3 separate regions of the Mus musculus genome follow, and all the other regions are linked to region 3. Evidence: chromatin contacts called from public promoter capture Hi-C data. All regions are on one chromosome and are shown on one strand. The core of a region is the stretch at or near the end of the contact, and the rest is flanking DNA. Distances in the headings are between cores, read along the strand shown.

Region 1 (3,853 bases), core at 401-2,900, 810 kb after region 3:
TGTACTGGCATACCTAGCTCTAATTATTAATATATATAATGTCTTCAGAGCTAGGTAAATAACTTGATGATGGAGAGAAGTGCTAGCTTGCATAAGGCATTGGGTTCTACCCCCCTCCCCCAGCACAGAAAGAAAAATCTATAGTGGTAGAACAAGCATACACAAATAGAGAATCAAAATCTTGTCTCAGCTTTGCTATCAATTTACACTCTAGTACACACTGGATCTGATCTGCCAAGACACTGCTTTCTTCATACATAAACAAGAACTCAGGCAGATTGTTCTCTGTGTTTTTGATTGTAATGGCTATTCCTGGTTGTCAACTTGACTCTATCTGGAATGAACTACAATCCACCTGTGATCCAGATCTTGAGGCTGGAAGAAGATTCTGACCTGGATCTTGGCATGGAGATCTTGAGGCATAGTGGCCATGAGAAACTTAGGTCCATGCCGGGCATGGTGGCTCATGCCTTTAATCCCAGCACTTGGGAGGCAGAGGCAGGTGGATTTCTTAGTTCGAGGCCAGCCTGGTCTACAGAGTGAGTTCCAGGACAGCCAGGGATACACAGAAAAACTCTGTCTTGAAAAAACAAAAAACAAACAAACAAACAAAAACAAAACAAAACAAGAACAACAAAAAAGAAAAACTTAGGCCCAGGAAACTAAGGCAAAGAGATCTCTGAGTTCTAAGAGCCAGGCATGGTGGTACACACTTAATCTGGGCCACACCTTCTGCTAGAGATTTGCTTAAGGACATTGGAAGAAGGAAGAGTCCCTCTTCTTCGGCTGCTTGCACTTACTTGCCAGCACATCTGTTGGAATCTACTTCTACAGACGACCAGCTGGAACACCTAGCTTCGTGGGACTGAGCAACTACTAGATTCTTGGACCATTGCTGGGGTACAGACTGTAAGTTATCACAATAAATTCACTCAGTATAGACAGACATTCCCTTAGTTCTGTGACTCTAGAGAACCCTAACTGTTACAGTGCTCATGTACACAGTGTGTTTGCAAACATGTGAAGGCCAGAGGTTAATGTTAGCTGTCTTCTTCAATTGCTTCTCTACCTTGTTTTTGAGACAAGGTGTCACTGATCTGGAGCTAGGCTGCCCAGACAACAGACTGCAGGGGTCCTCCCAGCACTCGGATTACAGGCATGTGATGTACCATAGTCTTTTTATGTGGTGCTGGAAATCCAAATGTAGGTCCTCACGCATGAGCTCTTTACTCACTCACTGATCTAGAGGCAAGTGGATCGTTTATAGAGTTCGAGGTCAGCCTGGTATACATAGAGTTCCAGGCTAGCTAGGGCTAATGACATGTTTGTCTCAAAAACAAGGCAGTGGTGGCTCATGCTTTTAATCCCAGCACTCGAGAGGCAGAGGCAAGTAAATCCCTGAGTTCGAGGCCAGCCTGGTCTATTGAGTGAGTTTCAGGGCAGCCAGGGCCGCATAACCCTCCAAAAACCACCCACCCTCAAAAAAAGAATGAACGAAAGAAAGAAAAGGGAGGGGGTAGGAAGAGAGAATGAGAATAAAAAAAGAAATAGGGGGAGAAACAGATCACAACCAGGACAGTCGCAGCCTCCGGTGAAACAGGATACCGACAACGCTCGGATTCCTAGAGGGGCGGCTGCTCCCCCTCCAGAGGGGCGGGGCTCTGACGCGCTTCCGGTGGTGCTGTCGTTCAGCCGCTGTGAGGATTCCAGACTCCAAAGCGGTTCTGAGTCACGGTGAGCCTGCGAGTCCCAGGTTAGCCTAGCGGTCGGGGAGCGTTGGCCAAAAGATTTCGAGAGGGTGGGACGGGTTTAGCGACTGTGGTTCTGGTTCGGGGAGTTCCTCCATGGTGGTTCTGGGAGATTGAGGAGGAGCGCCCCGCCCAGCCGTCGTCGGCGCCCGCTCTAAGGAAAGGCTTTTCCACCCCCGAGGGCTCCCTGGAACAAAACCCTGATTCTTTTGCTTCCGGAATCGCATTTCTAGTCTCTCCGTTATTGTCTGTTACCTGACGGAAACTGCCCTCTTTCTTCCCCAGCAAGAGCCCTGAGATCTAAACTCAGAACTAATTGTTAAGAATAAGCCCAAGTGTAGAAACCTCTGAAAACCCGAATCTCCTCAGTCTTGAGTCTTGTCCAGTCCAGGCGGGGAATTGGTCCCGGTGGGCTTTGTGCGCACTGGACAAGGATTTGCTCAAGTCTGGAAAGATTTTTAGACGATCGTTTGTAAAACGCGTATAGGATAGAAAGGTGATTGATTTATTTGGTGGCTGACATAGTTGGAAATCTGTTGAAAGGGGACACTTAAAGAATTGTGAACAACAACAACAAAATCAATACAGGAAAATTGTTTTTCAAGTGGTGGAAGGCTTCTGAAGAGAGACTGAGTATTGGTTCAGGGCTATTGAAATGATGCAGAATTTGGCTCACTCTGAGCTACTAGATCTGCCCAGTAGTTATGCTCTTCAGAATTATTGGCCTGCCTGGAAGCTTTTTGAAAATTAGTTTGCTCGGTTTGAGACGGGGTCTTACTGTATGGCCTACACTGGTGTATAATTGGTGATCCTCCTGTCTCTGTTCTCTTCAGTGCTGTAATTACAGGTATGCACCACCACGACTTCAGCTTGGAGTTTCCAAGTGCAGAGTGTCTTAAGGGCATTATCTACTACAAGGTAATAATTGCTGTTCATTTGATGCAATCTGTGATAGTTTGATTTGTTTACACTTCGTCTTGCACAGAATGAATTTGAGGCTGATTAAGGGAGTGTGTGTGTGTGGGGGGGGGACTTATAAACTGTAGAATTCGCATAAAGGAGGGAAAAATTGGGAAGTGACCAAAAGCCTGCTGCTAGACTTCGAGAGTTAGGTTTTTATTTTTTTACTCTGTGTGTGTGTGTGTGTGTGTGAGTCAAAGGATAGTTGGCATAGTTGACTGCTTCCCTTCCATTACATGGACACCAGTCTCAAAACAGGCAGCAGGTCGGTTGCATTTGTTACCCACTGAGCCATCTTGTCAGTTGAGTTAAACCTTTAGATAGGGGCTGGAGAGATGGCTCAGTGGTTAAGAGCACTACTGGCTGCTCTTCCAGAGGTCCTGAGTTCAAATCCCAGCAACCACTTGGTGGCTCATGGCCATTTGTAATGTGATCTTATGCCCTCTTCTGGTGTGTCTGAAAACAGCAACAGTGTACTCTTAGACATAAAATAATACATGAATCTTTAAAAACAAAACAAAACAACCTTTAGATAGCTTTGGTTTTGCTTTTTTGTTATTTTTCAAAACAGGGTTTCTTTGTGTTGCCCTGTCTGTCCTGGAACTCTGTTGACTATGCTGGCTTCTAACTCAGAGATCCTCCTGCCTCTACCTTCCATGTGCTGGGATTAAGGTGTACATACCACACCCTGCTTTAGGTAGCCTTTTTAAAGTTTTTTTTTTTTTTCTATGAAAGTGTTAAATTAGGCCTGTTTTTCTACCCACATACTTTTTGATTTTATGACTATTTAAGGAATTTTCAGAAACCAAGACCTGGAGGGCATCTTCACATGGCAAGCTCAGCATTACCAAATGTGAAACATTGGCTTTCTTTGTGTGCAGGGAGCAAGATGCCAAGATACTTTAGTACCAGATTTTTTCTTTTCTTCTTTTTGGTTTTTTGGTTTTTTTTTTGGTTTTGTTTTGTTTGTTTTTTTTTTTGTTTTTGTTTTTTGTTTTGTTTTGTTTTGTTTGTTTGTTTGTTTGTTTTTTTGAGACAGGGTTTCTCTGTGTAGCCCGGGCTGTCCTGGAACTCACTCTATAGACCAGGCTGGCCTCAAACTCAGAAATCCGCCTGCCTCTGCCTCCCAAGTGCTGGGATTAAAG
Region 2 (3,572 bases), core at 12-2,511, 740 kb before region 3:
AAGAGGAATGGTGGCAGCTGGGCCCAAGGGGAACGATCAAGGAGCAGCCAGGAGCTCCAAGCCACCCGCCGTCTTCACGACAAGGGGCCACCCGCCAGCCTGGCCGTCGCCGCCACCGCCGCCAGCCGCCGGTGGCCGATCTGACCCTCCCCCGGAGCCGGCGGCACCACAGCGCCACCAGCTCCAGCTCCGCCGCGCCGGCGGGGCAGTGGCGGCGGCGGCGGCGGCGGTCCGCGACTCTCTCCTCCAGGAGACAGAGGAAAGAGAGAGAGAGAGAGAGACAGGCGCTTCACCCCCCACCAGCAACTCCCCACAAACTTTCCCCGGGAATACGACGGGGCTGAGCCGGGGGGAAGGAAGGACGTGACTGGCGCGAGGGGGACTAGCGTCCCGCAGCTCCCCTTCTTTGCAGCCCTGCCACCCCTCCAGAGCCACCCCGTGGCGCGTCCCCCTCTTTAGCGCGCGCGAGTTCCCACTGAGCCCCCGTGGGGGGGGGGGACCGCCGCTCCCCCCTCCTCTCCACCAGGGTCCCGCGACAACGACAGCGCGCGGGGTAGGCGGCGGCGGCGGAGAGGACGATGAGGATGATGATGGCGATGATGGTGGGGAGGAAGACACCCTCCGGGGTTGAAGGGGGCAGACACCGGGGGGCAAAGATGTTGGTGGCGGCTGGCGGCTCCGGCGCCATCTTGGGCTGATCGATGAATTGAACAAAGAGGATCAATTTCTGATCAAGCCGAGTGATCAATGAGAGCCGGGGAGCCCGAGGGACTCGCCGCCGACTCGGCCCCGCTCTTCTCCCGGCACCCCCCTCCTGCTTTCCCCCGTCGCCTCAGCACCCCCGCCAGGGCCCTGGCAGCCCGGAGTGTCACCCTCCTTCCTGAGGGAGGCCGCGACCGCCCGCAGCCCTCACCCCCCGGGCGCGAGGCCGAGCGCCGAGAAGCCTGACCTGCAGCTGCTGTAAATCAAAGCGCTTCCAATATTGAAACATCGATCCCACATTGGCCGCCATCTTGAGACATATTGAGACGGAGTGAGAGGCTGATAGAGAGGGGGCTGGAGTTCAGGAGCCGCCAGGAGGCAGCAGGCGGGCGGGCGCCAAAACCCGGCCTGGAGCCGGCCGCCGCCTCAGCCACCGCGGACGCGGACTCCTTCCTCCTCACGGCGCCGCCGCCGCTGCCGCCGCCGCCGCCGCCACCGCCTCAGCCATGGAGTCCGAAGCCTGAGGGAAACGCGGCGGCGGCGGCGGCGGCAGCCTTGACGCGCGCGCGCCGCGCTCTCTCTCCACAGCCCGAGCGCGGGCATCCGGGGCCCTCGCGACCCCTCACCCTTTTTCCCGCGCGCCCCGCCACAAGCCCCCCTCCCAGGCCGCGCTGCGACCCTACGGCGGCCCGGCCTCGAGGGGGCGCTGCGGGGTCTCCTCCGGACCCCGCAGCTCACCTAAAGGGCGCCCTCCCTCCCCAACACCCCCGCCCCCGGGAAGGTCGCGGTCGCCGGTGGCCAGCGCTTTAGGATAAGGTGCCCCTCGCTCTGCGCGCCTGAGGACAGTGGGCTGCGCTGCGGCAGCGGGGCGCGGGCGCTGCGCTCTTTCGCACGGTGCGCGCGGTGGAGCGAGCGGAGCCCACCTGCACAGCCGGCGGTCGGGACCCCACCGGCCAGCCCGCGCGCCGGGGCTGCGGGTGACCTCACTCCGCTCCCCTATGCGCTCCAGCTGGGGGACCTCCAGACCACAGCGGTCGTGAACAGTGTTTCATATTCAAGGAAGTGCAATTGTGTCGTGGTAAAGGGGGCGGAGGGGGTTGACCACCAAGCCTTGGAGCCTGCGGCTGCTGCCGCCGCGACTCCCATTCACGTCCTACACATTCCGTTGCAATCCCCAACTTGCACCGGGACACATCAGCGAGTGGCGACGGCCTCCCCACCCTTCAGAGCCGCTCCAGCGTCCGCCAGGACTGGGGCAAGTCTTGGAGCACAACTCTGTCCCAACCATGCTTCTGCGACACAACCCCAGAAACTTCCTCTGGGGTTCACACAACTCCGCGCCTCCGTCTTTGCAGGCAGAAAGTTTGAGAGCGTGCAGTGCACTTGAAACTGAGCGCTCGTTCCTAAGTTTTGAAGAAGAAAAAAAAAAAAAAACAAAAACGCTCACATTTAAACCGGGAGTGGGGGGAAGGAAGTTCTCTTTACATTTCCTTCTAGACCCAAAGCACGCGTTTCAGGATCGTCATCTTTAATGGATTTATTCACACCAGAGAGTTTGCGTTTACAGTAGGAACACAGTGTTTTCACTTTGCTGCACTTCGGTGAACGTGTAATTAGTTAAGACAAATCCCTAAATTCCTTAATCTTGAAAATTATATGTAAATAACGTCTGTATGGAACACCAAACATGACAGTAGAAAATAATTGCTCTCTGAGCCAAGTTTGAGGGCTTAGCGTTATTCGGTTGCGGTGAGATCGATATTTTTGGAGAACGAGGTTGGAAATGAAAGTCCCCCCGAGATTTAAAGAATACAAGTGTTCCCGGGTCTTGCAACTGCACCCAAAAGCCTCTGTGTCCATGCAGCGGTCGGGACCGGGCTGCACTCCCAAGTCGCAGCCTTTGAGGGGCAGAAGCCACCCGAAGCAGGTGCGTGGGAGCGCGCGGGCGTCAGGAGGCGCAGAGCCAACCTCAAGTCTGGATGCCGTGACGCGGCGCCAGGCGGGACACTGCGGACCTCGGGTGACCGCGAGCTGCAAGGGAGTCAGGCGCCGGAGCCGGAACGCGCGGGCGCCCGTGCTGCAGCTCCATTCGCACCGCCCAGTAGAGGGCAGCGGCTCCCCGACACTCGGGTCCTCAGGGTACCCCCCCCCCCCACACACACACACACACACACACACACCACTGCCCCAATGCTCGTGCCCACCCCAGCTCCTCGTACTTGGCCACACCCTGACCGAGATCCAGGCGGGAAGCAATTCCTTTGCCACCTAAAGCTTCCTAGAGCTTACCCGTTTCTCCCTATCTTGCATTTTAAAGGCCATCTACGTTTGTGCGGTGGCCAGCAAGAACGGCAAAATTTGACCTAAAGGTGGCTAGACAAAATGGGCAGGAGCATTAAAACAAGCAAATTTCCTCTCGTGGGGAACGATCGGAGAAATGGTATGGATTTACCACAGATGTTCTCAATCTAATTATGCTGTCGATCCCCTGGGTTTGAACTTTAAAAACTGAAATATATATGACCTGTGTAATAGTGGGGAAAGACATCTGGTTGGAATTCAGAGTTCTGAATCCATGGCAATATTTTAGATATAAGTTTGACGGGTATTAAATACAATTGTTCCGTTTCTAGTTATGTTTATACTTTTGCATGTTAACCTGGCTGACATTGGGAGGCCCAGAGCTTAAGCTTTATTTAAATAAATTTTAGATTTCTCCTAACAGAGTTTGGGGGTTGTACAGACTTTATTGCCCTCGGCCAGGAAGAGGGGAGAAAAAAAATTAAGATAACTTCTCTAGTGGAATAAAATGTTCTCATTTCAAAAGATAATTCACTAATCAACAATTATCTTGAGTGAATGAAATAATA
Region 3 (3,921 bases), core at 270-2,769:
GGTCATGAGTTCAAATCCCAGCAACAACTACAGGGACCAGATGCCCTATTCTGTCATGCAGATGTACATGCAAATTGAGCACTCAAACAAATAAATCTTTAAAAATAAAGAAATCTGTTTTCAAGTTGAGCTATGGCGCTTAACTCACTAAACTGGCTTTGTTTTTGTTGTTTTTACTTCACCTCTGGATTTAAAAAGGAAGAGAGGTAGAGAGCTGGCTCAGTAGTTAAATGCACTCCTTTTAACCACTCTTGGTTGGCTCCTCTTGCGGAGGACTAGGCTTTGAGTCCCAGCACCCACAAAGCAATTCACAACCATCTTTCCTGCCCATTTCCCAGAGGATCTAAAGCCTTCTGTTGGCCTCCTCGGGCACCAGGAACGAATGAGGTGCATAGACATAATGTAAGCAAACCCCCATGAACGTTTTATTATATAAAAGAAGAAATGCACTTGCACATTTCTTATCTCAATTACCTGTTTTAAAAATCCTTTCAAAAAACTCTTAAACAGGATGTGGTAGAATACTTCCTTAATTCAGAAGTTTAATGTCATCTTGAGCTACCTAAAGAGTTTCGGGCCAATCTCACTTTGGTCAGTTTGTGCTTTCTTAATATTTGGATTTGAGATTGTGTCTCCCTATGTAGCCTGCACGGAAGATGCAGTCCAACCAGCTGTGCGGAGCTCCTGTCCAGCACTAATACTGACCGTCACTTTGGTTAAAAGCTCAAAATCTGAGCCAACGGTGAATAGACTGAAACTACAGAAATGGCTCAACGGTAAACTGCATCCTAATAAGATTTTGTAAGGTAAAGACAAAAAAGGAAACGAAAAGAAAAATTGTGGCGCGGAAGGGTTGTACGGGGCGGGGTATGGACGTTAATACTGTCTCACCGGTCATTCCAATCGTCCCCTCGCCGTCTTTCATCCCTTTCCCGGGAACGGTCATAATCGCTGCGCTCTCTTCGAAATTTGTCCCTGCGTCTTCGGTCGTATTCATCATCACTGTCACCCATGGTGCTGTCAGAGGAGGCCTGGGGCCCGGCGGCGGGTAGACACGGTGATGATGAACAAGGACCAGAGGAGGGACAATCCCCCGGGGACAGCACGCCCGCCTCCCTCCCGCCGAGGCCGGCCTGCCATCCCGGGCAGGGCGATCGCTCCGACAGTTTCACTGTCCCCACGGATTCCCCCTCGTCCACCCCCGAAGCCCCCGGGCACGGTCCTCTCCTCGCAATCCCGCCGCCCGGGCCTTTCCTTCCCCTCCCCCACCTGGCAGCGGTCGGGGCCGTTGGAAGCGCGCGCCGGCGGGCTTGTTTTCCGGGCGGACCGGAACGAGCGACAATGGACCACAAAGAGGGTTGGAAGGAGACGCTGGGATTCTCAGCCCGGAGACGAAGGGGAAGAGAAGAGCGGGACCGCGGGGGGGGGGGGGGGGCAAGGAGGCGCGCGCGCGTCCTACGTCACTCCCGGAGCTCGGCCTCCAACTACAAAACAAGACCCCCGGACCAAACTAAAACTCCGAGATTAAAAGAATGACGGGAAGAGGGTGGAGACGCGGAAGTCTCGCGTGGTTTTGCGACAAAATCGCCCCAGCTTCTCGGAGCTACGGAAGTTGAGCTGGGCCAAGCCAGGCCTTCTGAACGTGCTCGTGCCTACTTGAAAAGGAGGGCACTGGAGAAGTTAAGTGTCACTCCCGTAAGGTATCCTGGGTAGGAGCTAGTTTGCATCCAAAGGTTGCTTTGCAATAGCCCTGGGCTGGGGCACCTCTTGACCTCCTCAAGGGCGGATTTGCTATCGAGGGGTTTGGGGACGATGGATGTCTAGGGAATAATTCATAGAAGCAACCATTTTAGAGGCATCTCCTCCCACCATTTTCTCCTGCAAAAAAATACAGTATGTGCTACTTATAAAATGCGTTCTTCCTGCTTGTCTTGGACAGAGGAGCCTAATACTCATGCAAAAGTGTAAACCTCGATCTTAATGCCCAGTTCTTTAATGGGAGTCTTTACATTGCAGTCTGGAAACAACCACCAGGATCCACTAGTTTCCAGTTGAAATCCCTAAGATAACAGTAAGCCCTTTTCCATGAATAGAATACTAAGCTAAACAAGGGAGCATGCCACTGTCTTGCTCCCAGAAAAGAATGAAAAATCCCAGCATCTAATAAGGTGTATTTACAAGGGGGCATTTTAAAAACTTAGCAGACAGTTACGTTGGCACAGGCGTAACCCGAGTTACTCAGTAAGTCAAAGCAGAATCAAATTCAGGGGTTGCAAAATGAGTTCAAAGCCAGCCTTGACAATTTTCTAAAACCCTTTCTCAAAAACATTTTCCAAAGAGGCCGGTCCAGTGTGTAAGAGCACTTCCTGGTCTTGCAGAAAATCAGAGTTGGAGTCCCAGCTCCCATGTGGCTGGCTGCTCACAGACTGTTAACTCCAGTGCCTAGGGAACTGACACCTCTTCTGGTCTGCAAGGGCACTGCACTCAGATGCACACACACCCACACACTGATACACAGATACATATACTCATCATTTTGTTCCAAAACAAGGTTTCTGTGTACCCCATGGCTGGCCTGGAACTCCCCTTGTAGACTAGGTTGGCCTCAGACTGAGAGATCTTCCTGTCTCTGCCTCCTGAGTACTGGGATTTAAGTCTTGCAACCAGCTCATACACACGTAATTCAAGAAGATGGGAGCATGGTGGCGCTCACCTCTAATCCCAGCACTCTGGTGGCAGAGGCAGGCAGATCTCTGAGTTGGAGGCCAACCTAGTCTACAAAGGGAGTTCCAGGCCAGCCAGGCAGGGCTACACAGAGAAAGAAGGCCCCGTCTCAAGAAAGAAGTAGAGGAGGAAGAGGAGGGAAGCAATGAGAGTCGTACAGCTCAATGATAGAATGCTTGCCTACCGTATGACAGGACCTGGGTTTAGGAAGAAATAAGCTAAGAAAGGAGAGAGGGAGACTGAAGGTGCTGTTCAGCAGGTGGGCATGTGCTTAGCATATATGAGTCTCTGGCCCATCCCCAGCACCCTCCATCCCCCACAAGAAAAGTAGCCATGTGCAGTGTCACATTCCTGCAGCCCCAGCACTGCAGAAATGAGGGCAGAGGGATCCCGGGTTCGAGAACAGCCTCAGCTATCTAGCAATGTTTCAAACCAAGGGTAGCCTGGGATACTTTACAGTTTGTCCTTTAGAGAACTACCTCTGTTTGACATTTGGCCTATGTCACGGCACTGTGGCTAAATGCACCGAGCAGGTCAGCATCGTAAGTAAACATAGGATCCGAGATGATGCCTCCCTCTGGAGAATGGCATGGAAAATTGAAATCGATGAGCACACCAGGTATATTTGTTCCTTCTGGAGCAAGACCAAGATGAAGAAAACAGGCCACTGGCATCTGGCACTGTGGTGGCTGGTGCAGCCCAGATCTGCGACACCACTTCTGCTGTTGTATCTGGCATCAGAAGTCTGAAGGACTTGAAAGACCAGCAGAAATCCAATCATCTGAGACATCCCTAGCCTACAGTAAACAGGTTAATTTATGTAACAACAACAATAGTACAGGATGAGAGTTAATAAAAGATATGCAGGATCTCATTATGTAGCCCCTCACTGTCCTGGAACTTAGTATGTAAACTAGGCTGGGCTCAAACTCACACTCTGCCTCCGCCTCCTGAGTGCTGGAGTTCAAGCTTTCACCAGCCTCATCCTGTGAGACTCCAATAAAGAACAGACTTGGAAGTGCTTTTAAATGCTCCAGGGATTATTATTTCATGAAGAGAGGAAGAAAAGACAGCATTTGATGGCAAACACTAAGGGTAGATGTTGGGGGAAGTGACGGACGGACGGACGGGGGCTGAGATCCCAGCAGGTACTTCTCAGAGCAGTCAACAATCAGTGGTGACAGTGGCTGAGAGCTC

What was found. Promoter capture Hi-C pulls out the DNA fragments that hold promoters and counts their contacts.
Region 1: a contact with region 3 is called in a promoter capture Hi-C map of pre-B cells, with 6 times the contacts expected there. The contact joins the promoter of Zscan21 here to the promoter of Srrt in region 3. A contact is called at or near these places in 4 of 39 promoter capture datasets (cranial neural crest, hippocampal neurons, liver and 1 more) and 2 of 115 datasets of contacts at active chromatin or transcription factors (astrocytes and pro-B cells).
Region 2: a contact with region 3 is called in a promoter capture Hi-C map of liver, with 2.4 times the contacts expected there. The contact joins the promoter of Cux1 here to the promoter of Srrt in region 3. A contact is called at or near these places in 2 of 39 promoter capture datasets (liver and neutrophils).

Annotation. Positions count from the first base shown.
Region 1 is chr5:138,115,255-138,119,107 of GRCm38.p6, forward strand. It overlaps Zscan21 (zinc finger and SCAN domain containing 21), which reads left to right and starts at 1,651. Exons shown (of 5, transcript NM_011757.3): 1 at 1,651-1,753; 2 at 2,582-2,666.
Region 2 is chr5:136,566,229-136,569,800 of GRCm38.p6, forward strand. It overlaps Cux1 (cut-like homeobox 1), which reads right to left and starts at 1,262. Exons shown (of 23, transcript NM_001291234.1): 1 at 950-1,262. The coding sequence starts at 1,012.
Region 3 is chr5:137,306,155-137,310,075 of GRCm38.p6, forward strand. It overlaps Srrt (serrate RNA effector molecule homolog (Arabidopsis)), which reads right to left and starts at 1,520. Exons shown (of 20, transcript NM_031405.2): 1 at 1,270-1,520; 2 at 892-1,031. The coding sequence starts at 1,013. Trip6 (thyroid hormone receptor interactor 6) reads right to left here. Exons shown (of 9, transcript NM_011639.3): 9 at 3,745-3,921. The coding sequence ends at 3,889. It also overlaps the pseudogene Gm43013.